Regions from separate parts of the Mus musculus genome. Here region 2 is linked to region 1. Evidence: chromatin contacts called from public Hi-C data. All regions are on one chromosome and are shown on one strand. Each heading gives the region's core, a stretch centred on a gene start, on an enhancer-like site or on the middle of the called end of the contact. The rest is flanking DNA. Distances are from core to core; before and after follow the strand shown.

Evidence for each region. Hi-C and Micro-C count contacts between places; a contact is called where the count stands out from the background.
Region 2: a contact with region 1 is called in a Hi-C map of granulocyte-monocyte progenitors, with 2.0 times the contacts expected there. The contact joins the promoter of Cracr2a here to the enhancer-like site in region 1. A contact is called at or near these places in 4 of 39 promoter capture datasets (the 3T3-L1 cell line, 3T3-L1-derived adipocytes, liver and 1 more), 3 of 15 datasets of contacts at CTCF or cohesin (CD8 T cells, the NIH/3T3 cell line and embryonic stem cells), 6 of 484 Hi-C or Micro-C datasets (the AML12 cell line, the G1E-ER4 cell line, embryonic fibroblasts and 3 more), 1 of 115 datasets of contacts at active chromatin or transcription factors (embryonic stem cells) and 2 of 9 other capture datasets (adipose tissue and embryonic stem cells).

The regions. Positions count from the first base shown.
Region 1 is chr6:127,519,845-127,526,320 of GRCm38.p6, reverse strand. No RefSeq gene overlaps it. Among named protein-coding and RNA genes, the nearest start is that of Cracr2a, 38 kb to the left of the region's middle. Within about 2 kb of position 3,785, at least 30 of the 459 cell types and tissues checked have an H3K27ac peak or open chromatin away from gene starts, as enhancers often do. A contact at or near this core is called in granulocyte-monocyte progenitors, where this site is marked.
Region 2 is chr6:127,556,245-127,563,026 of GRCm38.p6, reverse strand. Cracr2a (calcium release activated channel regulator 2A) reads right to left here and starts at 1,691. Exons shown (of 19, transcript NM_001368877.1): 1 at 1,606-1,691.

The DNA of each region.
Region 1 (6,476 bases), core at 2,536-5,035:
GGGGGGTTACTTCACATGGTATGGGTCTCAAACTGGACCAGTCACTGGTTGGCCACTCCCACAATTTCTGTGCCACCTTTACCCCAGGACATCTTGCAAGCAGGACAAGTCGTAGGTCTAAGTTTTTGTGGCTGGGTTGGTGTGCCAATCCCTCCACTGGAAGTCTTGCCTGGTTACAGGATATGGCTGGTTCAGGTTCCGCATTCCCCATTATGTGTTTTTGCCCTAACAGATTCCTAGGGGTTTCCACTGCCCTACGTGTCAATCTTGTCCCTGCAATGCCCCCATTCCAGTCCTCTCTCCCACTATTCTTTCCCTCCATCCTCCCCTCAACCTGATCCTTCCCATTCCCATCCCAACGTGCCCCTAGTCTATCCACAATATCTACTCTATTTCTCCTTCCCAGGGAGATTCATATTCCCACCCCCCATAGAGCCCTCCTTGTTACTTAGCCTCTCTGGGTCTGCAGATTGTAGCATGGTTATCCTTTACTTTACAGATAATATCCACTTATAAGTGAGCACAGACCATATTTGGCTTTCTGGGTCAGGGTTACCTCAGGATGACTTTTTTTCTAGTTCTATCCATTTGATAAATGGGCATTCTGACCGCACTTATTGGCTATCTACTCAGTACAATTAGGAAAGAGGGGATTAAAGGTTGAAAGGGGAGCTGGGGAGATGACTTAGTGAGTGGCATGCTGGTCATGAAAGCATGAGAGCCTGAGTCTGAATGCCCAGCTTCCATGTAAGAGCAGGCATGGCAGTACATATCTGCAGCTCTACTGTTGGAGAGTGGAGACTGGTGGATCCTGGGAGCTCACTGGCCAGCCAGCCTACAGAAATGGCAAACCCCAGGTTCACTGGGAGAGCCTGTCTCAAAAAGGAAAAATGAAGTGTAGCAACAGAGGAAGACACCCAGTGTTGACCTTTGGTTTCCACATAGGCAAAAGCAGTTAACCCCCCACCCCCCCAACACACACACATACTCATGCACACACCACACACAGAAGTTGAGAAGCATTCTTCCTCTCCTAGAGGGCCTTGGGGGTGCAAGAAAGACTTGTGTGTAGATGAGAGGTAGCACAGCCACACAATTGTAAACTGAGATGGAACAATTTTTCTCCTTTTCTTTCTTGAACTTCCAGGCATTGAAGTGTGCCTGACATTGGGTGAATTAAATATTCTACACTTGATCTTAGTCAAAAGGCTGAGGAGTGATGAATTAAATATTCTAGACATGGCAATTATAGAAAACAGAAGCTGAAAGCCCTGTGAAACAGGAGAAAATTTCATTGCATAGGGCAAAATGAATATGAACTTTTAAAAAAATGTCTGATCCCACAGGATACATTGATACACGCAGACACGTGATATTAGATACCCATTGAAGTGAAGATGTATAACATGTCTGATATACATGTTATCATATATATATATATACTCAAGTTGTCTGTGGATTCTACGTATTCACAGTCTGATATTAACACTTGTAATAACACGAGGAAGGGCGCAGGGAACCTTCAGTGTTAGATGTAGGCATAAGTAGATAACATGGGAGAACATGAGTCACAGTTGAGATACTCAGCTACTAAATTCCCCAGAGGCGGGAGAAGCAAGCAAACCTGAAGGGTCTTGAGCTCAAGATATGGCCCTCTCAGAACTGAAGCAGCATGCGCCCTCTAGTGGGTGCAATGGTGTGCTTACAAATAGGATTAGCACATAGTGCCTGCGAGCCAGGATCTTCCCTATGCCCAACTCCCGGGTCTTTATCTCTTTAATACACAGGACTGTACTCAGAAATGCCTAAACAGGATACCGTTACAAGTATCGCACACAAAACACTTTATTCCTCCCTCCTTTGTCAATTCTTTGAACTATTTTCTTTTGGTCCCTTCTTTCAGCACTACTGGTAAGGATGCCACAATTGGGTTATCATTACATGTTGTCATCTATTCTGATACTCATAGAGCCTGCCAGGCCCCAGACCTGGTGTTGAAACTATGTCTTGAGTACTCTTTGCAGCTTTGGAAAAGACGTTTTTGACTGATGAAGAGACTAGGGTGGAGAGAAGCCACCCAGGCAGCTATTGCTACAGAAAAGACTGAAACCCAGGTTGCCTGGCTTCGGGTCCAGACTCCCAACCTTAATGCCCAGAGCACAGGCCTTATCCTTAAAGATTGTCAATGTTGGATGAATATATGCCCAGAGTTGGTTATCTTTGCAAAGTGGGTGCTCTCTCCTGCCACATCAACCCTCAACCATGGGAGATGGCAGTGGCAGTGGCAGTAAAGGTGAGAGAGACAGACCTACAGCCACCAGCAGCCTGAGGAGTCCCCTTCCCATCACGTCTCCAAGATGGCCCAGGTGTGAATCACAGCCACTGAGTTTATTAAGCATTTAGACAGAAGTACCAGAGGGGCCCAAGCATCCTCTCCGATGGCTGTATGTGATCCTGTGGCTTCCTGAGTTGCATCCCTTAAAGGGTATCATCTATAAGGTTGAAAGACTAAGCAAAATACAAAGCAAAACAATTTTTTTAAATGTAAAATATATGAAAAATTTTTTTTTTTTTTTTTTTTTTTTTTTTTTTTTTTTTTTTTTTTTTTTTACTTTATGTGCATGGGTGTCTTGCCTGCATGTATGTTTGTGTACCACATTCACGCAGTGCCCGAGGAGACCAGAAGAAGAGGGTGTTAGATGCCCTGAAACTGGAGTTACAGATGGTTGTGAGCCATGTGAATGTTGGGAGTCAAATCTGGATCCTCTGGAAGATCATTCAGTGCTCTTAACCCCTGAACCATTTCTCCAGCCTCTTCCTTTTTTTAATCTTAAAATGTTCCTTTGTGAATGGAATTGTTAAGGTGGCTTTATGGGGCACACTGGATTTAGGCTGGAGAGAGGAGCACTAACATGGGAAGACTCGAGATTGCACACAGTTTGCCCACAGAAGCACAGGCCACTTGTTGTCTTCAGCATCCTTGCTTGAGATGCCGTTATATAGTCACATTAAAAATCACCCGTCAGCTGGAGAGATGGCTCAGCAGTTAAGGGCACTCATTGACTGCTCTTCCAGAGGTCCTGAGTTCAATTCCCAGCTCACAACCATCTGTAATGGGATCTGATGCCCTCTTCTGGTGAGTCTGAAGACAGTATCAGTATACTCATATACATTATGAGTAAATAAAATCTAAAAAAAAAATTTTTTTAATTACACATTATCTCTGTGGGCAATTTTGGCTTTCTTAGTTGTGTTGAATACTCAGTAAGACAGGCAAACTAGATCCCAGGGCAAGGGGCTTCTTTTCCATCTCATGTCTCCGTAGTTTCTGTCTTTCTATTCTGCTACAGGGAAGGGATGAGTAAGAGCAAAATCAGCCTGCATTGCCGTTTCCCCTCCCCACTGCCCACCCTGAGGAATAATGGGATAATATTCTCAGGCTTTGTCATAACCAAACTTCAACTGAAGATTGCCTCAGTGTTATTGGAACCAAGAAAATGATACACAAATTACAGCCTCCTTTTCCAATGAAAGACACCACACCTTTAGGGAGAGAACTGACTACTTTCTATAAAAAGAAACCTCGAGTTTGGAGGAAGGCAGGAGATTCACGGGGAGAACTCATCACAGAAGGCCCTGGGCACCGTGCACTTAGAGTTGAAGTATTGCCAGTTCTGATATAGCATCTAAAAACACTAGAGCCTTCGTCCTCCATGACCTGGGTCTGGTCAAAATCTCCCCACGAGGGGAGGAAAGGGAGGTTAATGATGTAAGGTAAGAGCAAACAGAAACGGAAGAAGGGGAAATGGCTTGTCAGAGTGTGGTGATGACAGAGCGCTCCCACTCCCAGCTGCACATATCCCAGAAAGCGGATGAAAATTAACTCTTTGAACAGATGAAAAGCAGGGTCCGAGTGCCACTGAAGCTTCTGGAACCCGGCAATGTGCACCCTAGTAGTCAATGGGGGACCACTTTGCACCCTGCAGGCTGCAAGTAGTAGCCAGGAGACAGGCATGGGCTTCAGGATACCACGGCAGGTTTTTAAAAAAGACACATTTGGTGTGGTGTGTGTGTGTGTGTGTGTGTGTGTGTGTGTGTGTGTGTGGGTGTGCGTGCACCACAGAGAAGGTGTTGGATCCCCTCGTGCCTGGTGTGGGCGCTGGAATGGAACTCTGGTCCCCTGCACTCTTCTAAGCACTGAGGTCTCTCTCCAGCCCCGGGACTGAGTTCATTGTAGGAGGAATGCTCAGCTCTTCACACATCAATTTATGTCTCTTTTATTCTAGTTAGCAGAGCTTACAAGTCTCTTGGAGACTTATGTGCCTGTGTTCTTCTTTTGCCACTCCTCATGTGTATAGATATTCCTGCATGAGAGCACTCACAGGTGCTGGACTCTGGGAAGACATAGACTTATATCATGATTAGCTTGTTAACCTTGGACTTACCACATTCTAAGCTTTCGTTTGCTTGCTGTGACTGAGTGATGATGTTAAATGCATGGCCAGGGTAAGGGGAGATCATTGGTGAGACACTAGTGATCACTATCCCATCAGTACAGAATTCATCTTCAGGTATGATTTTTGAAGTATGCACTTCCACAGAAAAGCAACATGGTTTGACAACAACATAAGGTGAGCAGGGAATGTCAATGTGTGAGCAGGCAGAGACCTTCTGGGTTGCCCTAGGTAGGGAGGTGCTTAGAGGTGAGAAAAGGAAGGTAAGGTAGGAGGGCTCAGGTGGACAACACTCATCGGCTCATTCACTCTAAATAACCTTTCTTTTGAGTCTACTATGTACAAAGTTACGGGCTTGTGAGGGAGATAAGGTATGAAACCACCTTGAAGAAGTCTCTTGGAAAGGCTTACCTAAGGACAAGCACGGGTGTACCCGGGACGAGAGGAGCAACAAGAGTGCCTTCTGCTGCACACGGCCCTGGCAGGCTGCCTCAGCACCAGCCTGCTTTTTTGCTGTTGAAGTTACCCAAGCGATTACAAGGTTTCCTGTGGCCATCAATTCTGGGTTTAAAGCTACAGTAGGCATTTCTTTCTGGAGTCTAACTAAAACATCTTGTGTTGCAAAATGCTCTTCCATGGCCCATCATCTATGGTCCCCATGTTTTCCATAAGTGCAGTCGACTGCAGTATGGGAAATAGTAAGATGGAATATTGGAACTAGATAAAATATTTCACAAATAATTCATGAATTTTAAAGTGTCAACATCCCTGAGGTGGCCAAGGAAGCCTCACAATGTGCTCTTCTGCCTTGCCTGGGATGTGTGAGCGAATCCCCATCATATATACCACCTACACATAAGTCACCTGGTAGTTGTCCTGATTATAAGATTGACTCACTGTTGTGTCCGGCCAGCAGACCACAACCTGGGTTCTAGCCTGGAAAGGCATTTTGGAAACCTGGAAGAGAAGAGGGGCTAGGTGGCGAGAGAAAAGAATGTAGCCAAGACAGTTACTCTGATCAAGGCTCAAATTTTATTGTTGCGACACTAGTTATGAAGGAAGGGGGAGGGGACCCGATTCCCGCCGAATAATCTCGGGTCCAGTAGAAAGGTGCACGTGTGTGGCTCCTCAGGTTCCAGCAGTGGGCGTGGCAGAACGAATGAGCAGGAAGCTCCACCCCGAGCAAGCAGGTTTCAGGCTGGGGGAGGGGAGACTACATCTCCTCCCTTTTATTAACAAAATTTAAAAAAAGAAAAAGCTGGCCTGAGGGGGGAAAAATTTTCTATGCTCAATAGTTCTGCCTGGAATCTAGGGCTAAAGAAAAAACTTGCTTCACTGGGATTCTTTAACTTTTCTTATGGTAAACTGTATCTGGCTTAAGACTGTCCTTTCTTATCTTAGTGAACAACTAACTGAAAAGCCTGGAGCTGTAGGCTCTGACTTTATAATGCTAATTAGTACTTGGTAGGTAACTTTCTAGTTGAATTTTAAGTAGGGCGTTGGAACTTTGGCTAAGTTTGACTGAACAAATGTGAAATACACTATAATAACACTAAGTTGATATTTCTCCGCTTTTTTGGATGATAGGTGGGAAACAGGGAGAAGGAGTTCGACCGGCTCTTGTAGTACAAGGCCAATTGGCTTTTTTATTTGGGTGGGAGGCAGTGAAGGGCTTGCCCTTTCAATAGTACGTCTCCCCCCTATTAATTAAGTTAAATAAGGCAACGCTTAACTGAGGTGATCAAATGATTTTCTCATCCGTAGATGAGTGGGCTTTTAACCTTGGCTTGGGTGGACATGGACCCGATTCCTCCCGTGGGTACTGGTAAAACCCACACATGTGGCTCTCGGTATCTTTTGGGGAGGCGAGGTAGAGCCGGAAAATATTTTTTATTTTTAACCAAAATATGATACCAACCTCTTTTAAACCGGGTTTATCTCACAGGAAACTCAGAAATGGTCAAGCTGGACCTTCCCCTGCAGTAGCTCTCTGCACCAAGCGATGCCCATACTGAATTTGTA
Region 2 (6,782 bases), core at 442-2,941, 39 kb before region 1:
TGCCACCCCTCACTCTGCATTCCACCCAGCCCTGCTCAAGCGTACACAGTCACCTTCCCAGGTCTCTTGCAGCCTCGAGCATGGGTGGCTTCCACCTCTGTCACAGATGTTGTAGGCTTCTGAGCCCCGTTCCAACAGAAGCCATCATGGTACCCCAGGACTGACCCTAATGCTCAGACTCCCTGGTCAAACATTCAAGGCCCTCTTGCCCTCTGCCCCAGGCACTGCCCCTTAATGCATCGAGCCTGCCATTACATCCCCTGGTTCTTCAGCACAACTTCAAGAGGTGTCCCTCCAAGAGCATCCACACTTAGCTTCTTCCTCAAGATCTGAAGGCCACATCTGGCTTGTCATGCCTGCCCCGCTCCTTCCAGAAGGAACAGCACCACCTCCTCCAGACCCCCCGAGCATCGCAGTGTAATATTTCAGAAAAGCCAAGGGACCTCTGGGTCACACCTCTTTATTTTTTAATTTCTTTTTTTTTTTTTTTAGCATCCCCAGACAAAACATTGTAGGGTAGCTTTCATAGACGACTATTATCCATAAGGACATGCATATTCATTCCTCCTAAAGAGGGCCATGAACCTGACCCCTCAAACTGAACTCTGACTTTGTGTGGACACACTGTCCTGGCTGCACACCCCTTTGCCTGCATCACTGATAACACTACTTCTTATGTACCAGCTTCTTCCAGAAATAAGGGACTCACCACCTTATGCGATGTGCCAATCAGGTTCTACCTCTTGGCCTGTCACCTTTGTAGACAGCCACTCATTGACACTTTCTGCCTTCTGAAGTCAAAGGCTAATACAGTAGGGATCCCTGGTTTCCTCCACAGAGGCAAACTGGGCAGGTTCCCTTTAGGGGTTGTGTGGTTAGTGGGAAGACGTGTGGATTGTGAGACTTTCCTGAAATCAAGGGTAGACATCACTGTGCTCTGGTACACAATTATGTGGTACACACGTATGTGCTTACACACAATACACACGCGCACACACACACACACACACACACACACACACACACACACACCACATCTGGGACAGATACAGCACAAGGTCATTGAGTCATACAGCCAGATCACAGGACAAATGGGGATCAGGAGGAAGCTACACCCCAGGATCCCTCCACCTCATCTCTCCCTCTGCTCTGGGAAGTTTTTGGTCTTTTTTTTTTTTTTTTTTTTTTTTTTTAACTGTCTCTCTGAGTTTATTTCCCTGTGAGGTAGCAATTCTTACCCCTGTGCTGGGCCCACGTGCCAGCGGCTCCCAGCAGCTCCCCCTGCTGTCCAGCAGTGTGAATTTCTAGTCACTTCACCAATAAAGTCTTAGTTTCCTCTGTAAAACAGTCTGGGTGTGACTGAAGGGTCCGAGGGGATGGGGGCTCTTTCTAAACCCTGGTGCTCCTAAGCTTTTATAGTCCCTTTTAGGGTGCAGGGCAGAGGGCCTAACCAGGCCTGGGGAAGCCAAGGCTGGGATGCTTGTCCCAGGGTGCATGCAGTCCAGGCCAGCCTCTCCTTGTGTTTTGCTGGTCTGCAGGAAGTGCGTTCTCTGCTGCCCAGCAGAGGGTTTGGGGCGAAGCCTCCCAAGACCTTCCTCCGATTACCTGCAGGGGCGTCCAGTGCGGCTGTCCGAGTTGTCCCCCTGCCTTCTGACTCGCAGCTGTCAGGAATTCGCCGGCCAGCCGGATCTGGTCCGCTGTCCCCGCCTCCGGCTGCATGGCTGGTCCAGCCCCAGCAGCGCCCCACTGCGCGCGCTCCAGGATCTACACCATACCGTGGTGTCCCAGCTTAGCGAAGCAACTTGTGACTGACTACTAAAGCCTGCAGTCTGGGTGGCGAGGGCGGGGCCGTCGCTGACTGGAGCCCAAGACTTCCTGTGCCCCCTCTTTGCTGGTCTTTGCCTTAGAGGACCCTTGCTCAATGAGCCAAGGGAGTCTGTCTCCAGAGCCTCTCTTTGCACTAAAAGCCAGGCACCAGTCTGGGCTTTGTGGACCTGCTAGAGAGAACTCATTCACCCTGAAAAACCGGCTTCAGCTGCTCTCTTTGCACTTAGAAACCAAGGGGATTTTGTTCTTGATGCTTGTCTGATCTTATGTATTCTAGGGTGGGCAGGAATGCGTGCTCAATTAAAGTCCATGCAACACGTGCCTTTAAACAAAGTATTCAATAAATCTTCAAAAACTTCCATGCTTGAAGATAGCCCTTCAGCCGAGTCCACTGCTCCCTACCAAGCTGTAAGCTCATCTTCCAGTTTCGCCACTCGACCCTCAAACATACAGCTCTGCACCAAAGCTGCTACCTGTTGCAAATACCAGGTGCCTTTTCTGGCTGCTAAGACCTCTATCTTTACCCAGAATTCCCCTCTTTCTTCTTTTCCCGTTGGAAACCTACCCATCCAGGCTCCATGAAATATCAGTTTAGGGACCTTTCCCCAAACACTGCCCCTCAGCAGAAGGTCTGTCCTCCTCTGGCAAGTTTATCTATTAGCCATCGCCCCCATACACACACACCCTACACACATAGAAACACACTCTAAACCCAGATCACAAAGAGACACCCACACTCATTGGTACCAATTACTACAATGTATCCTTTCTGCTTGCAGCCGGCCAGTGGCTAGTTCACCATCCCACCCCACCGCAGGAGCCTCAGAAGGGGCCAATATCCTCTCATTCCTTCCCTCAGCGTCTCCTCCTCTGTGCCCTGGTTTTCCCTTCTCAGTCCTGGAGAAGGCTTGCTTGTGTCAGCCCCCAGAGTTGGAATGGAACAAGATGACACATAAGCTTGAGACCCAGCCAGCTAGGTAGCAAATCTGGGTCTCTAGGATGTGTCAGATGGATCGCTCACCTTTCTCAATCAGCTAAACTAAGAAAAGAGGCATTTTCATCACCACCGCCCAAGACAAGGAGGGACGGCAGGACTCATCTTGATGCAAAGCCACTTCATCTCCGTTCTACAGAGGAGAAAACGGAGACCAGAGACACCAAGTCAGAGGCACCTAAGGTCATGGCCATGGTCATTCTCATAACTACTGCCTCTTCCTTCTCAGGCTCCAGCTGGCTTCCATGCCTACAACCACCTCATGGGATGGCAGTCATTTGCCTCTCACTGCTTCATGAGCTATTAATCAGTTAATTGGTCAAGGTATTAGCAGTCAAGAGCCCAGACTGAAGCCCACAGATGTGAGCTCTATCTTGGCAGCTACAGCCTTGGCAAGTTATTGAACCTCTTGTCAGTGCATGGCTAAGGATTCTTGTGTCATAGAAGTTCTAACCCTAGACCTAAGGCTCGGGAAACATCACAGAGGGAAGGGGGGGGGGCATTGTAAGATCCAGAAGACCAGAGTGTCTGCTGCAAGATAGTGTCTTCTATATTTGACAGGGATCTGCACCTATGAAATCTTAACACTAACACTATAGTCACCCAAACAAGACTGCACAATGACATCAATTGATCCCAACACGGAAGTGGGAAATCTCACAAGGCCCCAAGGCAATGAATGGCTGTGGAGATAAAGAAAATGAGACTTCTTCAAGGACAAAGTTATCCACCTGTTAGGTTATCCAACACCAAGTGGTCAGCCCTAAACACACAAACATGTAAGCAACAATAACTGAACGCAGCAGGTCATATTTATATGCACATTGGTGTGTATGGGTGTGTGCATGTATACAACATCAAAGAAGAGGAGGTCATAGCATTGGGAGGGGGCTTGGGGGACATGAAAAGAGTTGGGGGAGGAAGAGAGTGGGGTGGGAATGATGTAAATATAGTCCCCCTGTATGAAACTCTAAAAGTAAAATCAAAATAAACGTTACAGAGGGATGTTTTAAGGATGCTGGCAAATGTGTCTTTTAGGAGGAGTTAGAATGGAAAGTGGCACATTAGACAATGCCAAGTGCTCCTGTGGTCACGGTCAGACATCATCTCTCAGGTGGAATAACAGAATAAGTGAGAATGGCTGTGATCAGTTGATGCCGTCTAGGGCTGCAGGAACATATTCACTTTTCTCTACCAATTCAAGAATTAACAAACAATTAACAAGGTGACACACCCAACCTTGAATAGAAGAAAGATAAGAACCCTTGATTACTTGCTCTCCATGACTATATGGCCTTCATAATCCTAGGCTGACTAACTTCAACCTTCTTTATTCTTGACTGGGTATTCTTATGTGCCGGCTACCATTCTAACTCCTCCGAAAAGACTCTTGCAGAGTCCCAGCTGAACCACCATACAACACCCAACATCAGGAAAATTGAAGTCCCTTATTGGGGTTTTAGTCTCATCACTAAGACAATGAGAACAGTTTATAACCTGTAATAGAAAAACTCCAGAAAGGTAAGCTATAAATACTGCAGCTGCCCAGAAGAAGAAAATGGAGAAGGACAGCCACCATACTGGTCAGCTAAATAAGCAGCCCATTGCAGGGAGGGGAACTTTAGGGGAAAAAAGGGCATTGAAGCCCAAAGCCTTCTCAGAGTTAAAGGCATCCTCAGCCTCTGCCAGCATCTGAATGAAAGACACAGAAGGGAAGAAAAGGAAACCATGAACCCTTTCTGAGTTGGACTTAGAAGCCCAGGCCGAGCCAGCCAAATGAACTTCAAACTGACTTAGTTAGAAGGGACTATACTGAGGGCTGGGAATTCTGGGAAGGAAAAAAACACATTATCTTATGGTGAGACCACCTTCCTAGGGGTAGTCTCCTAACCAGGTCTCTGACTTGTCCCGATGCCTTAGCCTTTAAGGGAGGACACAGGGGTGCATCTCCACCTAGAGGCAGACTACATTCTTTATGTAGAACTGTCTGACATAATGTTGCTTCCTGTCTCTATGATTCTGTGTCTAATGGCCGTCATTTGGTCCATCCCAACATGTAGACACTTCGGGACAAAATGCTGTGCCTTTAAGGAGATGTCTCTAATTTGCAGATACCATTCCTTCCTAGAACTGCCCAGGACCAGCGTAAGGATGATCTGGAGGTCACACGATGCACTGGACACAATTGCTTTTCCCACAGCAGAGGTGGAACGAAGATGGCTCTTCTGCCTATAGATATAGGAAACTGAGGCACAGCAGAGTTGACCCTAGGCTACATATCCAGCCTGGAATGAAAAAAAGGTAAGAATCCCTGATTCCTCCATGACTATATGGCCTTCATGATCCAAGGCCGACTAACCTCAACCTTCTTTATTCTTGACTGGGCATCTACTGGGCGGCAAATAAGACCTAGGCAAAGCCAGCTGTATTGAAGTGTGACCTATGAACTCATATAGTGTCTGTAATTAGAAGGACCTGATGCTTGATTTAATTTTCTGCCATCACATTCTTGGATAATATTAATAATTTTTGAACAACAGACCCTAATTCTTATTATATATTGGACCATGCAGACTAGACAGTTAGTCTTGGATGTGGCCTTCTCTTTACAAATACTCAGCATTGCACGAAGTCTGCCCCAGGGCTGAACAGTGCAGCACAGTATGGCAGTGGCCATAGAGAGTCAGGGAGGTATGGCAAAAGGAGAGGGGCTTGGCCACATGAAACTTATCCATGCTGTGCTCTCCAGCCACATAACCTTCCCAGCTGCTAGCCACACGTACTGGTTTTTTGTTAAGACAGCTTTGGTTTAGGGAGAGACTGTAGCCTTAAACAGTGGCTGCAATCCAACAGCCTGGCAGCCACGGCCAGGTCTTGACAATAATAGGAATATCCAGAAAACATGTACTCACCAAGCCCTACTCTTTCCTTGTGTCTCTTACCCAGAATTCCTTGCTCACCCAAACTCCTGTTGGCCTTTTGTTGCCTCCGCCAGCCCAGACCCAGCCAATTTTAGAAAAAGGACAGAGGCAGTCACCCATGCTGAAAAGACATCAGCGGGCTATTCATGCAAAGGACACGCGTGTTTGAGGAGCAGAACTACATCCTGCTGGCCTTCATGCATGACATCTAGAAGGCATTTGAGTCCTGACAGTTTAGTGAGTACAGACGGGACGGGTAAATGCCTTTGCCAAGCCCTGGAAGTCTGAAGATCATCTGCTAAGAATAAGGGTTGGCTGCTTGTGGTTTGTCTTCACTCTAGTTTAGTGGGGTACTGTAAGATGAGAATCAGAGGGAGAGGCTCTCAGATGTTCAGAGGCCAAGGCCAGGAAGCTGGTGCAGGAAGAGGGATGGAGAGGGAGCAAGAGGCAAAGACCCAGGTTCAAGAAGATGCAGGAAGAGTAGAAAGTATAGGTGAAGTGGGGGAGCTCTGGAGACTCAGAAACGGGTTAGAAATGATGATGGATCAGCAAGGAGAACCAGGTTGTGGGAGTGGGTGGAAGGAAGTCCTGTCTTCTCTAGGACACCAGGAACTAGGCAACAGAAAGGAGTTCTGCATGAAGATTCAGTGTAAGTGGCACTCAGGCACTTGTGGTATAAGCTGTATCTTCTTCTGGAGCTTCTTCTCTCTCAGTCTGGTTGGGTTTGTTGTTTGTTTGTTTTATTGTTGTTGTTGCTGTAACAAAATACCCAAGGCTGGATAAAATATACAGAAAAGAAGGTATGGTTCACAGTATAAGAGGTCTAAGAGTCTGCTTAACTCTGGAAGAGCCTTTCCGATACAAAACAACATGGTGGATGGTATCATGACAGAAGCATGCATGCATGCAAGGGGGAAATCTCACAGCGTGACAGAAAGCCCCAGAGATTAAGAGGCCAGGCATACTCTCTTTTAAACAACTGTCTGTCTAGGAAACAAGCTGTGGTCTGCTGTGAGAACGGCACACATCTCTCTAGGAGA